4 separate regions of the Mus musculus genome follow, and all the other regions are linked to region 3. The links are chromatin contacts, called in public Hi-C and promoter capture Hi-C maps. All regions are on one chromosome and are shown on one strand. Each heading gives the region's core, a stretch centred on a gene start, on an enhancer-like site or on the middle of the called end of the contact. The rest is flanking DNA. Distances are from core to core; before and after follow the strand shown.

Region 1 (2,700 bases), core at 55-2,554, 290 kb before region 3:
AAAACTATGTTTGTGTCAACAAAGATGGAGCGTTTATGAAAAAAGTCATCTGAAGATGAAGAGAATGGAGATACCTTTTTATTCCAAAAATGTGATTATCAAACCTAGCCAACTAAATGACAATGGCAAGCCTCCATCCACACAGATTCTTCTTACTTGAGACATTATGAAAGGACCCTCACTTTGTGATGGCGACTTACTTTGAAGTCTTTAGACTTCATAGAAGTCCTCCTATGCAAGATTTGGCAAAAAACACTTTCAAAAAATCAACTTGGTTTCCTGATTCATCTAGAGTAAGAAGTTTAATATATCTAAGATTTTAGTTTGCACTGACTCACAAACAGTCTCCAGAGTCAGATGTGGCTGCATGTGAAATCTGTCTATTAACTGGGTGTCATCTCTTCGGCAGGATCCACAATGCTAGACATATCACCGCTTCTCTTCAGACAGCTGCTTTCTGCTGGTTCATTAGCAAAGCCTTGGGCAGGGTTCATCATCTACTTAGGGGAGTCCCTTGGAGGAGAGTGTCTCCACTGTGGTCACTCTGCCTCTATGTGTCTACTGCCAAGGTCACTGATTAAAACAAATATAGGAGATATGTTTTCTCTAGTTCCATAACACCTACATAACATAAATACAGGGAAGATGTTTTCTCTAGTCCCATAGCACCTATATAACCTACATAACCACAGCAACCTAACATTTACAGTAAAAGGACTGCCCATAGGAAGAGACATGAGGATTTCCTTGTTCTCATTTAGAACCATGTGAAGAATTCCGGGAGAGGAGCTATGCCTGTAAAGGCAGATGGACTGTAATGATGTGGAGGGGTTGGAAGTCTGCAGGTCCACAGACTCACTGCAATTTATACTCCGTTAGCTTCAGCCTCCTAAGGAGGCATTCCTTGTCCACCTCTGGTGGTGACCAACACCCTGTTGACTAGCAGAGAAAGCTGATTCAACATCCTGAAAAACAGATTAAAAAACAAAACCAAAAACCGTTTGGGCTCTATGAACTTACCAGCAGGCTTCCAGACAGTACCCAAAGCCCGCAGCTGCAGTCTCTGCCTGGCTGCCCCCGCCTCTCTAATGTTCCCACCAATGCATTTGAAAATGTCATGGGTTATGGCTTTTTTGTATGTTGTTACTATAAAATCTTTATGAAACTATTAATACATCAGAACATGAAATGTCAGGCCATTGGCTCCAGGATAAATTATCTTGTACCTCTTTGAGGTGAGAGCTGTGTTTCTGTAACATCAGTCATGATACACAGAATGTAATAGGTGAAGCCAATCACTCAGTTACAACTACGGGTTTCTATTAACTTAAATTGATCCAAGTTGAACTAACAAAGTAAAAACAGTTCCTGAGGTACTTTGTGTGCCAGGGCCTTTTTTTCTCTGGAATTCTCATTTAACTAAAGAACTCTAGAGAAGGCAGAGCTTCAACTATGTGACTCTGGGCTGCATGTGTAAGCTGAGTTAACACCACGTCCCAGGGCTGCCAGGGAAGCTAAAGGAAATGGCGTTCATGAAGACCTAGGAAGTCACTTTCCCTCTTTGGGTTTATGCTGCATTGTGTCTTAAAGAATGCTACTACCACTCACTCGGTAGTCCAGAGGTAACGTGCCAGCAAAGAACATCTCAGAACCTTTCTTTCTTTCAATTTCAACTTGGCTGAACCTAAATGAATAGAAATCTATGACCCAGAAATTGAAAATAGATCATTACTTCTGTTACCAACTTGATGAAGGAAGATTTCTGTAACAATCGATTTGTTATTTAAAAAGACGCAGATTGAAAAGTCCGAAGTCAAACCAAACAAACAACCACCTCACCTCTGCCCCACAACACACTCAGCCGGGCAAGCAGGACATGCTGGGAACTAAACAGCACAGTGTCTGGAATCTAAAGCATGCATTTAATCCACACTCAACAGACCACACATTCTTAGCTTGAATTTACAGACAAGGTTAGCAAAGTCAGCGGACCTAGGTGACTTGCTCAGATGCCCAGCTCGGACAGCGTGCTCTTTGCCACCATTGCTTTCCAGTTTTAGGTGAAGAGCAGGAGGTTGCCTGTGTCCCCTAGAGGGCCAGCCTGAAGCACACTAGACACACCTTCTCCTTGGTGCATGCAAGCTCATTCTCGGCTTCCGCCAGAAGTCGGTCAGCTTCCCTGAGTTCCGAGCGACGTTTCAGGAGAGTTTTCTCTAGGCACTCAATTTCATCTACGATATCCTCATGATGTTTGAGAGACTTTTCTATTTCTAGTTCAGTCATAAGATTCTCAACATGTCCATCAATGAAGTCCCTAAAAATTACATAAATATCAAAAGATTTTAAACACAGGCAATACGGACATTGATAGCCTATGAAGAATGTTCAAATTTTTACTGTGTTTTGGTTTTGCTTTGTTTTGGAGGCAGGGTTTCTCTGTGTTGCCCTGGCTGTCCTGGAACTCACTCTGGACATCAGATTGGCCTCGAACTCAGAGATCTGCCTGCCCTTGTCTCTCAAGTGCTGGGATTATAAGTATGTGCCACCCAACACCCAGCTAAGGAACTTGCTGACTTTTTAAGAGAGTAGCTACATGTTCAAAATACATTTTTATTATAAACACAGAGTATTCCTGGCAGTAAAAGCACACTATGTCACAAGGCTTGATGGACTTGGGTCAGCATCTGGCCGAGACAGCAT
Region 2 (2,700 bases), core at 109-2,608, 270 kb before region 3:
ACACTAGTTGCTCTTCCAGAGGTCCTGGGTTCAATTTCTAGAACCCACATAGTAGCTCACAACAATCTATAACCCCAGGTCCAAGGGATTAGACACCTGCTGGCCTCTGCAGGTTACAAAAAAATATGCGTGTGGTACACAGACATACCTACAGGCAACACTCATACACATATTTTTGGAACATGCAGATGAAGCTTGGCACAGTGGTACATTTCTGTATTCCCAGCTCTTGGGAGGCTGAGGCAGGAGGAGGGAGAGGTTGGCCTGGGCTACAAAAATGAGACCTGATCTCAGAGAGGAAGAACGTGAAAGATATAGAGGAAGGGAGGGAGGGAGGGAGGGAGGGAGGGAGGGAGGGAGGGAGGGAGGGAGGGAGGAAGGAAGGAAGGAAGGAAGGAAGGAAGGAAGGAAGGAAAAAGAGGAAAAGGAAGAAGGAAAGCAGGAGAGGGGAGAAGGAAAAAAAACAACAAAATAAAGCACAACAGCAGATGACCAGTTTCTGTCTCAGATCTGACAGGTCAGAATATCTATGGAATCTGCATCCAACAAGCTTTGCAAAGGGTTTCATATAACTAAAGTGTAACAATCCAAGAAACTTAGATTCTTTATACTCTATACTTTCTATGTGGTTTGAAGCCCAGTTCTGGTAGTTAAGGGTTAGAGTACGGCTTTCAATAACTAAACATCAAGGTTCTTAAAATATTTTTGCCAAGACTTACCTAAAATTCAAGTGTTAGGCTGGAACCCCTGTTCACCACCCTCCTTGCACAAGCTGGGAAATACCATCTGCCCTTCCTTCCCTAACCCCACCCACACAGAGAAAGCTCCGGGCTAATAACTAACATGCCATATTACTTCTTGTCTTCTCTGTTTCTGGCAACCCACTCAAGAGTGCCTGCCCAGGGACTCAGTGTTTGACCACGTATGGACACAATCCAGCTCCTAGCTGGTTCTATAAAACCCTCTTGCTTTAACCTGGATGAATGACTTCACTGACCTCTACCTGTGAGATCAGAGAGCCCACCCGAGAGCTGCCTCTAATAAACCTGCCTTTATCTACTTTTAGTAAGGTCTAATCTGACCTATATCTGCATCACTGGGGGAGAGAAAAAGCCTGTCACCAAGTACAAAAGACCATCATTCAAAGTAGCTTGGGCAAACCAAAAACAAAAAGGAGTTCATTCTAAAGAGATGGCATTTAGAAATTTTATTTGCTGCTATTAAAAAATAATAATAATTTCTTTCCCCTAACCAGCTGCTTTTTGCTACTCTGATCCTGCCAAGGGTTTTATAAACTGTAGTGCTCTTGGAAAACACAATACTGACACTTGGCAAGACACCGATCTCTGGTAAGACAAGAACAGAACATTAATCACTACAGCACAGGCCTACTCTTGCTTCCTCTTCTAGTCACACACACACTCTAGAGCATGTGCCTTTACATTTATCACTTTGTACTTTGTGTGTCTGTGTTTGCTGGCAAGGATGTCTGTGTCTGCAGAGGCCAGAAGAGGACATGGAATTCTCTGGAACTGGGGTTTTGATGGTTGTGAGCCACTATGTGGGTGCTGGGATCCAGCCTGGGGCCTTAGGAGAGAGGTCAGGTGCTCCTAACTGCTGACCATCTCACTCTGATGAAGGACAGGCTACGGTGCCCACTTTCACCCTGCTACTTAACTTTTATCTTCTTTCTGCACTTTCTTTGCCCTGACATCTGAAGATCTTGCAGTACACTGCCCTCTCGAACCCTTTGTCAAGGTCACCCACCTTCCCTTTCTATCCCTTTCACTCCCACTCACCCCCATGCCCTAATGAGGCGTCCTTTCTAAAGGTGGTTACCAGTATAACAAACGAGTGATCTTTCAATCAATCATAAAAGGAAACAGCAAACTAAAATCTAAAGTCAATTTAAATAGAAGTTCTTAAAGCTATTCTGAGAAAGGAACCCTAGGCCTATCAAACCCTAACTTACCAAGGCATTCATGCCCACCGTCCCCAGCATCTGCTGTCTAAAACAGGGGTTGGGGGGGGGGGCATGAAACAATCTGGCCACATTTTAACAGGGCTATTGTTTGATTTCAGAACATCAGACTCCCAAAATATGCTCCTTTATATGTTCCATTAATCCATAGCCATTATATTAAAAATATCTGTATTAAGACAATGCCAGGTGTGGTGGCCCATGTTTATAACCCCAGCACTACAAAGCTGAGGCAGGGTGATTTCCATAAATTCTAGGCCAGCCTGGGCTACATTATATAGTGAGATGCTATCTCAAAAGAGGGACAGACAGCACAGGCTGCTTGGTTTGTATTTGGCATATGTTCCTACTTACCTGAGTACGCCTTAGGAGTTTTTCCAACTCTTGCTTGAGCTGGCTGGTTTCAGCGTCTTTTAGTTTTAACTGAGTCTCTAGCTCAGTTTCATAGGCGCTGAGATCTCCCTGGGCTTGCTGTAGGGATGCATTCACCTCATGCTGTTCCTGGAGGGCACTTTCTAGCTCTGCAAGCTCCTGCAAAGATTCAGCATGTTTAAATGCAGCGTCCTGAGTGCTGCATAAGCATCTGCAAGCCACTGTAACTAACCTGAGCACCAAATGCTGGCCAACTGCTACTGCCCAGCACAGACAGACTTTATAAACAACAGGACGCAGGGTCATGCTGGCATATCCAAGTTGAAATACAAACTCTTCTACTAAAT
Region 3 (2,700 bases), core at 47-2,546:
CTTTAAGAATGACTGGCTATGTGTCATCTTTTTTTTTTTTTAAACTTCTTTTACAACTACTAAAAGTAGTATAAGGCTGCTGTGTTACTTAAGTGAGTTTTCTTTTTCAACGCAGGGAGCAAAGTGGTCAAATGTCTTCTTGATATAATTCCTGAATGTCTGGAAAATATTATGATCCAAGGGCTACAGAAAACAAGCCCCTGGGAGTTTGGAGGGCTGGGGAGGAGTCTGAATGCCTGGGACTTCTGTTCATAATCACCCACACCTTTAATTCAAGAGTTTTCTCTGCCAATTAGCTTCTAGGCTTCAAGGGTACGATAATCGTGAAGTAACGAAAAGAGAAGACAACGGTTAGTGACAGTTCTCCGTGTGTATGACATAAAATGGGGAAACGGGTAGTTTAACCTTTTCCAAAAGAGTGGGATTAGGGTCTTTGTAAAGTCGCAGAGTTTTATTGTTGTCACCTGAGTCCCTGACATGCACGCGCGAACACACATACAGATGGGCATCCCATCCTTAGTCTCCTCTAAGCTTCCTGGATTTTTGTCTCTTTCCGTAAAAGAACAGGAAGCCATGCGTTCCAAAACAGACTCATCTCCTTGGCACAGGGGACCAAATGAGGTCTACAACTCTGACCAGACATTCCAACGGCTTGAAATAGTTGGTTGTCAACTAGCTTTTAATGGTTCTTCTCCAACAACCCCGTGTTTCGCAGATGGCAGCGATTTTTAAGCTTCTCTCCCTCTCTCTCTCCTCTCTCTCTTTCACGAAATATATATAGCTTGTCCTTGACCACTGATTTCCATCAGACACTTCTGTGTGCATTTGGTCTCGGAGTCTGAGGCCAGCCCCTCCATGGCCTGCTCCTTCTCTCCGCACTAAATGCTATGTCTGTCCTTCGGTGATTACGTCACGCGCAGACTCTGGAAGATGCCGAAAACTTCCTGCACATCGGCCCCAAACTTCTCTTAATCAGGCCTTCCATTGGCTGACAGACGTCAAACCGGCGCCCCACGTCCAAGTTTTCGGGGACCATGTGCCTCATCTTGATGGCCACCTGGCCTCGGACTCGGGTTCAGTCATCCCGGTTCCGTCACGGAGGCCTCTGCGGAGAGCGTGCACAAAGCCTCTTGATCCCCTGGGCGGTCTCAGTCTCTTAGTCTCCCGGCACGCGCAAGACTCCGGGCCCCAAAGAAAGGGGCGGGGACCGCGTTGAGAAAGGATCTCGCGAGACTTGACAGATCTGCTGGGAGGCTTCGCTCCGTAAGATCTCGCGAGATTCAGAGAGGCGCTCTGGGAACCTAGTAGGTGGGCGGGCAGACGGGAGCCAGGGAGATGGCGGCGCAGGCTGTGTCGCTCCTGCGGGAGGTGGCGCGGCTGGAGGCGCCGCTGGAGGAGCTTCGTGCGCTGCAGTCAGTGGTGCAGGCTGTGCCGCTGCACGAGCTTCGCGAGCAGGCGGCGGAGCTACGCCTCCGCCCGCTGTTCTCCTTGCTTAACCAGAACAATCGGTGAGAGAAGCACCGGGCTTGGGCGGGTAGGGATGGCTGCAGGGGTCTTTCGGAGAAAAGTCCAGGTTGTCCAATTGCAAGATGTCCACAACTGTGTGTTGCCCGGGTCTTGACGGTTCTCCTCTCCGGAAGGAATCTTCTGCTGATATTGTGGCGGGGTCCACGGCACGCCTTTTAATTTCAGTATCCAGTGAATGCTTGTCCAGTGGAATTAAAATGTACGGAATAACAGATTTGTGAGACAGCAAAACTTTAAACTAGAAACAACCATATTAATAAATCATTAAGGACATAAATTATTGCTGCGTAACGTTGCGCGGCCGATCTGTGTATGTATGAAAGTGTTGAATGTAAAAAAAAAAAAAAAGGAAAATTGTAAAGCTTATGTGTAAATTAATCCACTATATACCCCTTACAAGCGAGAGTAAACTGCATAACCCAGGATTATATGTAGAAGTTATTAATGTGCAACTGGAATTAAAATGTTAGGATAGCAACTTTTGATGAATATGCATCTATAGCATTAAATTAGAAATGTCTTGTATTTGTTAACTTGATCATTTAATGTGCTTTTTGTATTTGAATTTTAATTTGAAAAGATAGTGAGCTCCAGTCAGTCAGCACTGAATGCTTTCAGTGCGCTTTCTTACCTCCCTTCTGCTACATCTCTTACTCCTGCTACGTCTGCTAAGTTGGTTTTAACAGTCAGTATTTTAGTGGTTATTTTCCTTTTCTGACTAGCCCTCACCCTGCAACCAGAACTAATGTCTCAGGTCAGTTGGCTTAGCTTGTCTGTGGAAATCATGATTGTATAGTTTGGTATTTGGGCCCTTCCTGGTAGCTTTCCAGTCTGCTTTTCCAGGCTACTCTCCTTCATTTACTCCACTGAGCGCATCTGTTCCACTACCGTGTTACCATCACTAACGTTCCTAGAGCATGACTTGGCACTTTCTGAACTCCTCTCACACCAGTTCTACTGACTGTGGACCCAGCCCATGTGCCACCTCCCCAAAAAAGTCTTTCTCCAGCTGCAAGTGGCTCTTCGTCAGACACCATAATGACATTATCATTTTTCTGTTTATAATTCTGGATACCTTTCCCTTGTTATAATTCTGTGTGTGTCTTTGTGGTTAGGAAACACATTTGTTCCTCTCTGCATCTGCCCTGAAGTACAGTTCAGGAAATACATGGT
Region 4 (2,740 bases), core at 158-2,657, 410 kb before region 3:
TGGGAGTTTCTGGCCAGGCCAGGCTGTCTTCCTTTCTGCTCTCCTAGTTGGTGATATGACAGAGGAGGCAGAGAGCTCCCTCCCTTTTGGGGAGATAGCTAAGGCACAAAGAGGCAGGCTGTCTTTCAGGGGCCCCCATTTGGGAGACAACATAGAGGGATAGCCCTGGACTCCAAAGGCACTCTCTGCCCCTATGGATAGACACTCCCAGATAGCAGTGGCAAATCTCTCAGTCCCCAGTGACTCTGCATGCTCTCTTCCAGAACCTTTGTGGCTTAGGACGCATTATCCACCCCTACTCTGCAAATGGGGAAACAGGACCAAAGGGCAAGGGGCCCGATCCTAGGTCCCGTGGTTGGTTTTGCTCCTTGGAAGGGGAAGGATCATCACAGCCCACTAAGGACTGGCTTAGTGGGCCCAAGTGGCCTCCTGAGCTGTCTGCCTCCTCCCTCCTGCCCCGCCCCCAGCATCCCACCCACCAAATTTCCACATCTTGGGAAAGGGGGAAGGAATGGAGCCTGAAGTCTGCAGGGGGAACCTGTTAGGAGAAGGTTTGAGGGTGGGAAAGGCTGCCAGACATGCTCTGTAGGTGCCAATGGGACAGACGGTTAGGTTTGCGCCCAAGGAGGGATGTCAGCAGGTCACCTCAGACAGAGGAAGGTCTGGTTGGAACAAAAAGCAGGCAGAAGTCAGAAGCGATTGGGGAGAAAAACTCAGGTAGTGGAGAGTAGAGAACAGAAAGGGCAGACAAGTGGGAGGGGTCGGGCAGGGGAGGAGACCACAATCAGGGTAGAGAGAAGAGAATAAAATAACAGTCCTGTCCAGAGGCTTTCAAAGGGGAAACCGAACGGGAGGGGACAGACAAACAGCAAACAGCAAACGCAGAGGACTCTGAGAAAGACCAGCAAGAAGGGCAGTAGTTAGACATGATAAAGGAGATGGGATCCAAATCAGTAGTGGGGAAAGATCCGGCCAAGGTGAGGTTAGCCTGCAGGAAGGAAAGAGCTTTGGCCCCGGCCCCCGAACCCCGCCCCCAGGAGCCCCGAAGCAGCAAGACATACTTACAAAGCAACAAAACAGTTTTTCCATTCTACACCTGAATTACTCCCCTTTTCCTAGCGCTGTATCTGCAAGAACTTACAATAGACAATTACTCGGGGAGCCCCGGGGACCCCGGGCACTCACCCGCGCCTCAGACACCCGACTTTGGGGCGCCCTCTCTTGGGCCCTGCCCCGTGATGTGGTGGCTGCATGGGAAGGCGACAGTGCGCACAGCGCCAGGAGGAGCAGCGCGCAGAGCAGTGAAGAGCGGTACGGAGCCATGGCGACGGTGAGGACCCAGGCTGCGGCCGCGGACCCTTGGTCGCCCCAACCTTTAAGTAACCGGCCGTCCCATCCCGCCCTAGCTGAGGACCGCCCAGCAGGGAGGGCCTTGCGGCCCGCGGGGGAGGCGGGTATCTGTCCGGGATCTCTGAGACATCTGGGTTCCCTTCCCACTGGGACCAACCCGACTGGGTGCGGTCGCCCCTTGGACCCTAGTTTCCAATCAGAAGATCCGGCCTGTGGTCTGACATATAACAGATGCTAACTCAGTGAGAGTTTTTCTGGGGCCCGTTCAACCGCCTTCTTATTGGTCCAATAAGCAGATCCAACAAAAACTAACCAAAACAACAAAAAACACCTAGCATGAACTAACAAGTTCATGGCGGTTTCCAACTCAAGTACTCTTTTTGGATTGTTCTCCCCTCCCCCCAGTGACATTTTTTCTTTCTTTCTGTTTTGTTATTGTTATTTTGAGCAAATCTTAGTTTGTTGTACAAAGTTCTTGCCTGTTGACTGGTTGCCCCTGCCCAGGGCAATACTTGTATCCATCTCCTTTAAAGGATAACACCTCCATTTCCTTCTGCAACCTTTTCCCCCCACCTCCCCGCCCCATTTCAGGCCCTCTCCTTCCCTCGCTCCTCATCACTGGGAAATGTGGACCTAAGTTAAACTACTAAGTACCACCTACTATGTCTCCTAGAGGTTGCAGAGGGTTAGATCAGGCCTGCTCAGATAGCCTGGTCTGCAGGAGGCAATGCATCGCTGTCCCAGCTCCCTTGGGAGCCTACATAGCATGACTTCTATCTAACTTTGCTGTCTCCCTCCCCAGTTTCTTCCCACTTAAGGGGAAACAGTTCACAGCTAAGAGAACACAGAGAACAGCTGAGACTGAAGGTTATGGGGACTTCAGATGGCCTGGGTCTTGTCGCAGGGGAGACTGAGAACATTTCCAGGGGAGGGAACAGCATATAGGCAGAGGGCAAGCAAACACAGGCCATGCCCAGTAAATAGCTAGGATCTGATTTACAGGGGGGCAAGGCAAGAAAGGTGAGTACCCCTAGAAATGGGATTTTATCAGGTGTTTGTAGAGGCCTTGAATTCTCTGGGCTCCATGGTCTAGGAAGCCCACCTTCAAGCCTGTGTAGCCTACAGTGGGCTGCCCTGGGCACAACTCAGGGAGGTGATTAAAGCCCACACTGCTTGCAGGAACATTTCTGGAAGCATAAGCCATTTTCACCTCTCTAGATAGAAAGTAGATTGTGCATATTCAAGACACATAATACAACATTCCCTACAGAGCTGCTTGCAATGGACAAGGATATGCATTGAAGCATTGTTCAAAGAGAATTGGAAATGACCCAAATGCCCTGGGGACATAAGTGATGGGACTGTCACACAATGGACCACAAAGCAACTG

Evidence for each region. Promoter capture Hi-C pulls out the DNA fragments that hold promoters and counts their contacts. A called contact is a pair of places that touch in the nucleus more often than the background predicts.
Region 1: a contact with region 3 is called in a promoter capture Hi-C map of liver, with 2.8 times the contacts expected there. The contact joins the enhancer-like site here to the promoter of Psmd5 in region 3. A contact is called at or near these places in 4 of 39 promoter capture datasets (cranial neural crest, liver and neural stem cells), 5 of 115 datasets of contacts at active chromatin or transcription factors (the SCID.adh cell line, embryonic basal ganglia, embryonic stem cells and 1 more) and 4 of 9 other capture datasets (adipose tissue, liver, macrophages and 1 more).
Region 2: a contact with region 3 is called in a promoter capture Hi-C map of the HPC-7 cell line. The contact joins the enhancer-like site here to the promoter of Psmd5 in region 3. A contact is called at or near these places in 7 of 39 promoter capture datasets (the C10 cell line, the HPC-7 cell line, HPC-7-derived erythroid cells and 4 more), 6 of 484 Hi-C or Micro-C datasets (B cells, embryonic fibroblasts, nephron progenitors and 3 more), 24 of 115 datasets of contacts at active chromatin or transcription factors (the 230-238 cell line, the SCID.adh cell line, T-cell acute lymphoblastic leukemia and 17 more) and 4 of 9 other capture datasets (adipose tissue, liver, macrophages and 1 more).
Region 4: a Hi-C map of adipose-derived mesenchymal stem cells shows a contact between it and region 3, with 2.3 times the contacts expected there. The contact joins the promoter of Gsn here to the promoter of Psmd5 in region 3. A contact is called at or near these places in 1 of 484 Hi-C or Micro-C datasets (adipose-derived mesenchymal stem cells) and 2 of 9 other capture datasets (adipose tissue and liver).

What each region holds. Positions count from the first base shown.
Region 1 is chr2:35,157,210-35,159,909 of GRCm38.p6, reverse strand. It overlaps Cntrl (centriolin), which reads right to left. Exons shown (of 44, transcript NM_001379274.1): 26 at 2,122-2,314. Among named protein-coding and RNA genes, the nearest start is that of Rab14, 43 kb to the left of the region's middle. Within about 2 kb of position 1,304, at least 12 of the 459 cell types and tissues checked have an H3K27ac peak or open chromatin away from gene starts, as enhancers often do. A contact at or near this core is called in liver, where this site is marked.
Region 2 is chr2:35,137,444-35,140,143 of GRCm38.p6, reverse strand. Cntrl (centriolin) reads right to left here. Exons shown (of 44, transcript NM_001379274.1): 14 at 2,336-2,512. Among named protein-coding and RNA genes, the nearest start is that of Cntrl, 29 kb to the right of the region's middle. Within about 2 kb of position 1,358, at least 1 of the 459 cell types and tissues checked has an H3K27ac peak or open chromatin away from gene starts, as enhancers often do. A contact at or near this core is called in the HPC-7 cell line, where this site is marked.
Region 3 is chr2:34,869,558-34,872,257 of GRCm38.p6, reverse strand. Psmd5 (proteasome (prosome, macropain) 26S subunit, non-ATPase, 5) reads left to right here and starts at 1,296. Exons shown (of 10, transcript NM_080554.2): 1 at 1,296-1,508. The coding sequence starts at 1,336.
Region 4 is chr2:35,281,047-35,283,786 of GRCm38.p6, reverse strand. It overlaps Gsn (gelsolin), which reads right to left and starts at 1,407. Exons shown (of 17, transcript NM_146120.4): 1 at 1,186-1,407. The coding sequence starts at 1,323.